3 separate regions of the Zea mays genome follow, and all the other regions are linked to region 1. The links are chromatin contacts, called in public Hi-C maps. All regions are on one chromosome and are shown on one strand. The core of a region is the stretch at or near the end of the contact, and the rest is flanking DNA. Distances in the headings are between cores, read along the strand shown. Region 1 holds the start of LOC103653335. Region 2 holds the start of LOC100283052 (water channel). Region 3 holds the start of opr8 (12-oxophytodienoate reductase8).

Region 1 (2,972 bases), core at 278-2,777:
TTGAAGAATGCAAATTTAGGGGCCAGCTTGATAGCCCTTTCTTTTACGGTTTGTCTGCGATATGACTCCATAGAAGCAGAAACTGATCCTGAGTTGAGCTGAGTCTCTTTGGAATCCACTGGATCGAAATCTGGCTCATCCTCGCTCGAGGTCAGAGATGATAAACTATCTTCTGCAACCATCTTTTCCTTTCCTTTGCTATCAGGGTTGAATTTGTGGGAACAGGTATCGACTGCAGAGCCCACATTAGCATAAGCGCAAGATTTGTTATTCCCCAAAACAAGCTTCTCTTTCACTTTGCCTTCCTTCCTAGAACTGCATTGGCTCGAACCTTCCTTGAGACACATATCTGCAGAGACTTGTGCTTCAAAACTTGCAGGACTTCCTGAAGCATATACTAATTGCTCAACCACCCCACCATTTGCTGCCGGTAACAGATTATGCGTCTGCAGAGATTCTCCATTGCTTGCATTGGCAGGATCATCCACATCCCCCTTTTCAGTCTTCGTAGCAACATAATTCAGTTCGGTCCCACTTGGACCCAGCATCATACAATCCTCATCAGAATCACCCTTTGTGTCAGAGACATGCTCTGTCTCCACTCCACCGACCAATATGGTCTTACACCGCTTCGTCGGCGTGTCCACGTGTTGGTGCAGCATTTCGTTATGCACCTGTCCTCGACGAGACGACCCAGTCTCCGCCTCCCCACCCGCCTCCATCCGACGCTTCGCGATCCGAAACCCTGACCGCAGGGTCGTGAAGGGATCCGAACCGCCAGAGCTGTCGCCGCTCGCGGAAACCCTGTCCGCCCCCGACCCTCCGCCATCGCTATTGGAGTTCCCAGTCCTCGGCGAGATGGATGTAGCAAGCGAAGAGGCAGGGACTCGAGCACGGGCCCTCCCCGACCTCTTCTCGCTCCCGCCCGACCCGAACCCGGAGGAACTGCCGTCACGAGCGGAGAGAGTGTTTGGAGTACCCAAGGCGGGGCCCGCGAGGCGCAGGCTGCGTCGGGGAGGCACGGCGGCGGGAGGACTGAGGTTGGGGCATCCGGCGCCGCAGTCATCGTGGTGGGAGACCGGGCCTAGGCCGAGGCCGAGGGCGGCGCCCATGAGGCGCAGGCTGTGTCGGCGAGGCCCAGCGGCGGGTTGCTTGAGGTCGAGGGATCCGGCGCCGCGGTTGTCATCGGAGGCTACGGGGCCAATGCCGAGGCGGAGGGAGGTGGACGGGGACGGCGCAGGGGTGCGCTGCGAGGCACCGGCCACCGCCTCCGGCGGTGATGCCGCCTTGGCGCGTGAACTGGGGCGGGGCATCGCGGAAAACGTGACGGCGCAGACGCACGATGGAGGGAAGCGTCCGCGACGGCCGACGACGCGAGGGGTTTTGGCTTTGGGTGCGCGTGCCGGGAGTTGGAGCAAGTTTTTGGAGCGGCGCGAGAGGGGAGGAGGCTTCCAGGGGAAGGAAGCCGGAGGCGGCGCGGGGTTTGGCGAGCCGGCGGTTCGCTCCCTGTTTTTTTAATGGTTTTCCCGCGTAAACGGGTGCCGGTGAGCGGGGGCGTCGCCTCGTGTGGGGCGCCGTACGGTCGTTGTGTCTCTGGGCCTCGGGTCTTGGGCCGTGGGCGCGCGGGGAAACCCTTGCCCTTGCTGGACTGTCTGTTCACTCTGTTGCGCTGGACCGGAGAGAAAGAAACGGACCGGAGAACCGAGAACTATTTCAGTGGACGTGGACTATTTGGCCGTGTTTGCCACAATGACCCAGCCTGCCTGCGCTCCCGGTCCGAGGATGCAACTGTAGCTCCCTGTTTGCGGCGAATTTTTTTGTTTTTTTAACTTTTTTATGATAAAAATATATATTTAGATGTCTGGATGACTTATTTCAGGATCTGGATCCGAAGCTTGGCTTCATAAGCTATGGCGCCGAGGATGCAACTGTAACTCCTTGTTTGCGTCGAATTTTTTGTTTTTTTAACTTTTTTATGATAAAAATATGCATTTAGACCTCTGGTTGACTTATTTTAGGTCTGGACCTGAAACTCGGCGCCATAAGCTACGGCGGCGAGCTCTGACATGATGGTGGCGGCTCCCGGCGGCTAGGGCTGGCGTGGCGCCGACGCGGCCTCCTAGCTCGGCGCCACAGATCTTGGCGATGAGCTAGGGAGGCCTATAAATCGGTCGTTCTGTTGGCCGAGAGGAGCTCATTTTCCCTCCATTCAAATCTTCTTCAAAGTTGCTTCATTCAAAGATTCGAGTTGGAATACTTTGTATACCAAGGTATGGTGTCTTACTGATTCGTTTTGTATATTGGGTTGTAATTTTTCGATTATTAGTTTTGATTGTTGTCACTAGGATATATAGTATAGTTCATATGATGGCTACATTTGATTTCATAGTTTGTGAAATCCGATTATACAGTCTATTAGATACTTGTGTTAATATATAATCGTTTCTTAGATGAAAGACATGTACCGGGAGGCGTTGTGGCAGAAGAGAGGTCGTCCTTAGGAATTATATTCAAATGTATCTAGTAAGGATGCTCATGTTCCTCCTGTGCCTAGCTGTGACTGTGGCAGACCGGCTTGGGTATGTCAATCCAAACATCAAGACACGAATGCTCTTGCTTCTACCTTTGTGGCGGTTTTAACGTACGTAGCTTATGACTTGTGAGTTAATATTGTTTACTAGATGTGTACTAATGCTTCGTTCCATTTTTGTAGGAGCACCTGAGGTGTTTCTTTTTCCAGTGGATCGACGGTCCTGATAAATTTGACCATCGATATCTTTTTTTGCAAATTGGTTGTATAGAAGGACTAGTCATGAGCGTTTTAAGCGTTGGTTACCTCCTCCCCCGAATCCTCCACCAATGACGGATGCAGAGAAGGAGGTAGCAACAAAAAGACAAATAGACTCGCCGCCTAAATGCGATTGCAGAGATCGTGCTGTCATCGATGAGGACACTGCGAAGCACTTCGTGTG
Region 2 (2,972 bases), core at 173-2,672, 430 kb after region 1:
GGGGATTTTGTTATAATACTGAAAAACTTCCTGCTCCTTTTGGAGAGGATGCACTTTGCAAAATACAAAATATTTTTCAAAACAACCCTGCATAAAATATTGCTGTTTCTGCAAATATCCTGAGCTCTACATATTCCATGCATTATATCTGATTTCCCCATTCCGCGGGTGAAGGTGGGCTGCTGAGTACGTTTGTACTCACCCTTGCTTATTTGTTGTTTTTTTCAGAAAAAGGAGATCGGGTAAGAGTTACGACTGTTCCCAACCTTGCCTGTGGCTGTTGGACCGCTGAATTGCTTCACTGCGTATATCGGGCTGCTTCAGCCCCACTCTGATGATATGTCTCGAGTTGTGGACCAACTCCTAAAGTTGTTCGCCACCTTTGTAGGTTTGTCTCGTTTAAGCAGATTTGGTATCATCTGATGTATAAATGTGTTTACTAGCCTCCTGGGACTAGTAATTGTATCACATTTGAGTCCCAGAGGATTGGGGACGCTTCAAGACCGTTGGCAATTGGATTTGGTGCATAAAGGTCCAACTAGGATTCTTAGTTTCCAAATCTTGTTTGCAAACAATTGAAGTATTCTCTAGCATCTTGCACACATGGTCCAGATGGCCAACAACCTTTCCTATCTTGCTCCCATCTACTTCTGGGATAGTGGAACACAATTTATTAATCGAATGTAGCAGTGTAGATTGCCTCCTCATCTCTTGAATAGCGTATCACAATGAATTCTTGATGCTAACATGATACTTGAAATCAACATTTTCCTATACAAAGACCGGATGAAGAAGTTAGAAAGGACATATGTGTGTTTCATAAATCACAAGCATATGTGTGTTTCATAAATCTATCCATGGCAGCAAAAAATGACGTCTTGCATAGAGATGCCAGAAATGTTGTCCTATTCGTTTTAGAGAGGACCTAAATCTATCATGTGGGTATTAAGTATTAAAGTATGGACCAATCTAGCAACAAGAACACGACGTACAAACATATGAGTGTAATAGTTTCATAATATGTACCATAGTGGTTGAGACCTTCATAGTACAACCTTGTCGACAACAATGGTGGCGTATTGTACCGCCGTGCTGTCCTCCTTCTCGCAATAATGGCCATGCAGCGCGCCTCCGAAGCCGTAACGGCAGCGGCATGAGCCGCGTCAACAGCCTCGCCCACAACTTCGATCGGAGAACGGTCCATTCATAGGACGCGACGTCTAGGGTTTCTGGAGAGAGAGGATGAAGTGCGTGAGCATGATAGAGCGAGCGATACCTAACGCCGTGAGCACGGAGAGCATTAATTGATGTCCACAACAATAAATGACTATCTCATATCCCCATATCAACTTACGTCAATCGTTTACGCCTCTAAAAGGTCGAAGCCGTCCATATGATTCCGTTTCGTCGAAACCCAGTAGTGTATTGTTCCGTAATGTCAATAATCTCCCCCACACCGCGACTCTGTCTAAACGCCGGATCCTGATCCGCCATTACCGCCCTCAGCTCGAGAGCTCGACTCTTATCACAGAGGCGCGAGTTCCCCGCTCTGTTATAAACCCGCGCCGCGCCTTCCCGTCCTATCCCCTCTCTCAGGCTCCGTCGCGGGATCCGAGGGGCGCGCGCTTGCGTCAGGTCCAGGTCCGCCAGAGGCGATGCTCACGTGCATCGCGTGCTCCAAGCAGCTCCCGGGCGACGCGCCGCCGCTGCGCGAGCCGTCGGACGACGATGACCGCGCCAACGCCGGAGGCGGGGGCGAATCGGCGGCAACGCCCGGCACGAGGCAGGCCATCAGGGTGCTCACCGCCCAGGTTGGTTGCCGTGCCTGAGTTCTTGAAATGCTCCCCCTTGGGTAAAATCCAGGGATTATTCTCGTTGCCTTTGTGATTCTCTGATCATCAAATGGACCAGGGTTGCAATCGCTGTTGGTTTAGACGAAGTGGCATTTTGTGTGTGTGTGTATCTGTATCTGATCAAATGTACCTTGCCTTGGTCACTCTGTGAGAATCAGAAACCGGTATGAATTCGGCATGTTTTGTGGGGTTTTCAGGCGTTGGAATGGTAATCTCAATGTGTTTTAGAAGCTTTTCGCAGGTTTCTCCAAAATCGGCATGCTTTGCTTCGACGGTGTGAAGCGTGGGTTTGGCACTACGATTGATTGGAGATTTTCGTGGGTTTTCAGATCAAGGACATGGCGCTGAAGGCATCGGGCGCGTACCGGCACTGCAAGCCCTGCGCCGGTTCGTCCTCCCCGGCGGCGTCGCGGCGGCAGCAACCGTACTACCACGGCGCGTACGCGGAGTCCGGGTCCGACCGCTTCCACTGCGCGTACCAGCGCGCCGGCAGCTCCGCAGCATCCACGCCGGGGCTGCGCACGGGGGGCGCGATGTCCAGCGGTGACATCACGCCATCGGTCAGCGCGCGCACCGACTTCCTCGCCGACGACGAGGAAGGGGACGATGAAGAGGGAACGGCGACTGGCAGCAGCGAGGAGGATGAGGAGAAGGAGTGGGTCGCCCAGGTGGAGCCCGGGGTGCTCATCACCTTCCTCTCGCTGCCGCGGGGCGGCAATGGTCTGAAGCGCATCCGATTCAGGTGAGGTCTTGCTCTCATTTGTGCCAAACATTTGCTTCATTGCTTCATAGGTAGAAGCAGAACTTGGTTGGTAGTTGGTACTCGCAACAGGTATTAGTGCTTAAAATTCCGTAAATTTGGTTCAGATTTTTAGTTTACTTCCGTTGGATGGTGTGGTCTTCCCCTACTCCATTGCCCAAGCAATCAGAAAAGACATGTTTATCTGCAATGCAGGATTTTGTTCATACTGCTTCCTTTATTTAAGGAAACATATATAATTCATTTGGTTTGTTCCTTCTGTTCCTGAGTTCTATGATTATTTCGTAAGTATCCATGTGGGAACTGAGGACGCAAAATGAGTAAGATATTGGTCCAAAAAAATTAAGTGTCTAATCTTC
Region 3 (2,972 bases), core at 251-2,750, 270 kb after region 1:
CGACACTAGATGCAAGTGCGCCCCTCGAGCTCGCTGCCCCATCTCTGCCTCATCTGCCCCCTTTCTCCTCATCCCATCCCTGCTAAGATTCGTCGTTAGTGCTAAGGTTCCTCGTGTTCTGAATGGTTTTTGAATGTACATGCTACTACTCAAATCCTGAAGCAATACCCAAGTAATACCAAGTCAGTTTTTTTACCGGAAAAAGAAAAGGCAGCAATACCACCATTCTTGCTTCCCTTGAAAAGTGCAGCGTTCGGTTATTGTGGTAACCCTGCAAGATGATTGAAAATGATGGATATACACTGGATGAATAGTTAGAGAATCCATTAGTTGCAAGCTGATTCAAATAGTTTCAGTTTGTGTTTCAGTTTCTGCTTCAGATTGTCACCATTCTTACAAGTGTATCCATGGTTTATATAAACAAATACACTAGCTGCACATTTGGATGTAAATATATGAGCAGTTCATGTTTATGCAATAGAATACACTAGTTCACTGTCTGAAAAAATATGAAGTGAGGCATATTTAATAGAAGGCTTTGATAGCAATGTGGTTCATGAGGTAAATGATGAAGTTGATGATATACTCACTGAAAGGAATGAAGATGTGCTTACAAGCTCAGATTGATTCATGAAATTGCTTTGTTTTTGTTGGTGTACCAATTTTCTGAGTTTTGTTTGCGACATTGTGTGTGGCTGAAAATTTGATTTGAACTGAAGTGATAGGATTCAATCCTTTGCTACCGAACAGATAAAAAAATGCTTCACTAGATTCATTCCAGCCGGATTAATTACATGTTCGGAATGAGTGAAAGGGCTGGCTCCACTGAATCCTGGCTTGTAACTGTTCCTAGCCTGGATTCGGTCCTGACCTGCCGAACGACCCCTTATAAAGTTTCTAAACTGGTTGTATCCGTTTCTTCTCTCTTGCGAGTCGCTGAGCCACGATACACATGCTCAAAATTGAGACTTTCCAGTTGCGGAGTTGCCACACACTAACTACAACCTCGTTACCCGGGAGTCAACTTAGGGTGTGTTGGTTGAGGAGTGGAGAAAAATAGATTGACTCCATTTCTATTTTCTGGATGTTTAGTTTCCATAAAAAGGACCCGAGCAGCTCCTTAAGTCTCCATATAAAATTTTACCATAAATAGTTGAATGCTCGAGCTACACCAAAACGACCGGATGTGAGCGCTCTCCTCACTCCCTCCTCTCTACACTTATATAGCTCTCCAACCAAATAAAAAAGGAACATATTCGCTCTATTCTACTCTTCAACTAAATAAAAAATAGAGTGCCTCCATTATGCTTACCAAGCTCAAAATAAAACGACTCCATTCTAAAAAATCTAGAAAGCTATTCCATTCTATTTGACTGTACAACCAAATCTCACCCTTAACTGCACCAGCCATGGCAGACCGCTGGTGGCTGGCACTCGCTGCTCACACTCACTGTCCAGTGTCCTTGTTGTCCACCACTCCCTCGAGTCCGTGACGCGTCAGCGTCACCGTCCGTCGTCGCAGACGAGCCCAGTGGCGACTGGCGATTCGCTTTCGAACCGCAGTCGTCCCTGCTGTGTTCCCGGTTCCCTCCCTTCCTCCTCCTATAGTTGGCTTCTCGCCACCCTCTGCCTTCGACCAACTTTCTCCCTTCTCCCCTCCCCGTTCCCCTCTCCAACTCCAATCCATGGCCTCCACGGATCGCTCCGCGCCGGCGGAGGACCAGCAACAGCCGCAGCGCCCGTCCCTCTTCTCGCCGTACCAGATGCCCCACTTCCGCCTCGCGCACCGGTGAGCCCTCCCTCGCGCCCGCCCCTTGATTCCTCGCTCCTGGGATCGATTTGGCCTGGCGCGACCTCCGCCTGGGTACTCATGCGTGTCCTGTGTACGCGCGCAGGGTGGTGCTGGCGCCGATGACCAGGTGCCGGGCGCCCGATGCGCTCCCGGGCCCCGCGCTCGCGGAGTACTACGCGCAGCGGTCCACGGAAGGCGGCTTGCTCATCTCCGAGGGCACCATCATCTCGCCCGCCGGCCCTGGGTAATCATCTTCGCTCTGGTTTGCCACTGCTTCCGGCCACCGATCCACGTCTCCGGTGACCCGTGCTGGGGTCTTAGATTACTGTGCCACGCCGCCCGCTGCCATACTCTGGACTCTGGAGTCTGGTCTTCCCTTTGGATGTCGCCTTCATGTGAGGCATGTGCGCAGCCTTGGGCCGAGAGATGCGCGCTAGATCTGGTGGAGACGTGGTCCTCTTGGCCTGCGAGTGGTGGTTGGGGTCAATTAGCAACAGCGTGCCAATTATCGGTCGTTATTTGGTGGAAGTCGTAATATAAAATCAGCAGTGTATTACTGTTCATCATGTGGGTTTGGTAATGGTTTACTTCGGTTAGTATGTTATAGTCGGTGCTGATCCAGTGGCCTGAACATATTGGACCAGTTGATTTGCCGTTCAAATGGAAGTAGAAAAATTAGAGAAAATGGAAGCCTTCTCCTGACCCGTGGTCAAATGGAGAGGGGTTGTTGGGGGTGGAAAGTACAGAAGTTTTCTTGGATCACACCTACTGCGCATGGAGATCTGGAACGGTCGTACTTATCTGCTTAAAATAAAGTTGTCTACTGAGTGTTGCTCTGGATTCGCAAATTATTTTCAGTCAAAAGAAAGCAAGAGCCGACAAACGTTATAGACAAAATACTGAAATGAATTGAGGCATCCGTCAGCTGCTGAATCCAATAGAAATGGATTACAACAGAAAAGGCGGAAGGGGATCAGTATGGTCCTTTCCCCTACACATTCTGTAACACCAAAGTGAGATCGTGTTATAGAGTTTAGAGCTCTGTAGAGATTCTTTCTGATGCTCATTTTGGATGAACTTCTAGCATGTTGTTATTACGTCCATTAGTCCATACATATCTTAAGAGTGGAACATTAAGTGGCTACAAATTGTTGTATCAGGTTCCCTCGTGTCCCTGGGA

What was found. Hi-C and Micro-C count contacts between places; a contact is called where the count stands out from the background.
Region 2: a Hi-C map of ear shows a contact between it and region 1, with 3 times the contacts expected there. The contact joins the promoter of LOC100283052 here to the promoter of LOC103653335 in region 1. A contact is called at or near these places in 2 of 25 Hi-C or Micro-C datasets (ear and tassel).
Region 3: a Hi-C map of endosperm shows a contact between it and region 1, with 3 times the contacts expected there. The contact joins the promoter of opr8 here to the promoter of LOC103653335 in region 1. A contact is called at or near these places in 5 of 25 Hi-C or Micro-C datasets (ear, endosperm, leaf and 1 more) and 1 of 3 datasets of contacts at active chromatin or transcription factors (leaf).

Annotation. Positions count from the first base shown.
Region 1 is chr4:66,067,435-66,070,406 of Zm-B73-REFERENCE-NAM-5.0, forward strand. LOC103653335 reads right to left here and starts at 1,528. Exons shown (of 6, transcript XM_008680267.4): 1 at 1-1,528. The coding sequence starts at 1,313.
Region 2 is chr4:66,492,681-66,495,652 of Zm-B73-REFERENCE-NAM-5.0, forward strand. It overlaps LOC100283052 (water channel), which reads left to right and starts at 1,423. Exons shown (of 5, transcript NM_001155954.1): 1 at 1,423-1,811; 2 at 2,183-2,595. The coding sequence starts at 1,656.
Region 3 is chr4:66,334,862-66,337,833 of Zm-B73-REFERENCE-NAM-5.0, forward strand. opr8 (12-oxophytodienoate reductase8) reads left to right here and starts at 1,501. Exons shown (of 5, transcript NM_001112363.2): 1 at 1,501-1,789; 2 at 1,896-2,036; 3 at 2,953-2,972. The coding sequence starts at 1,686.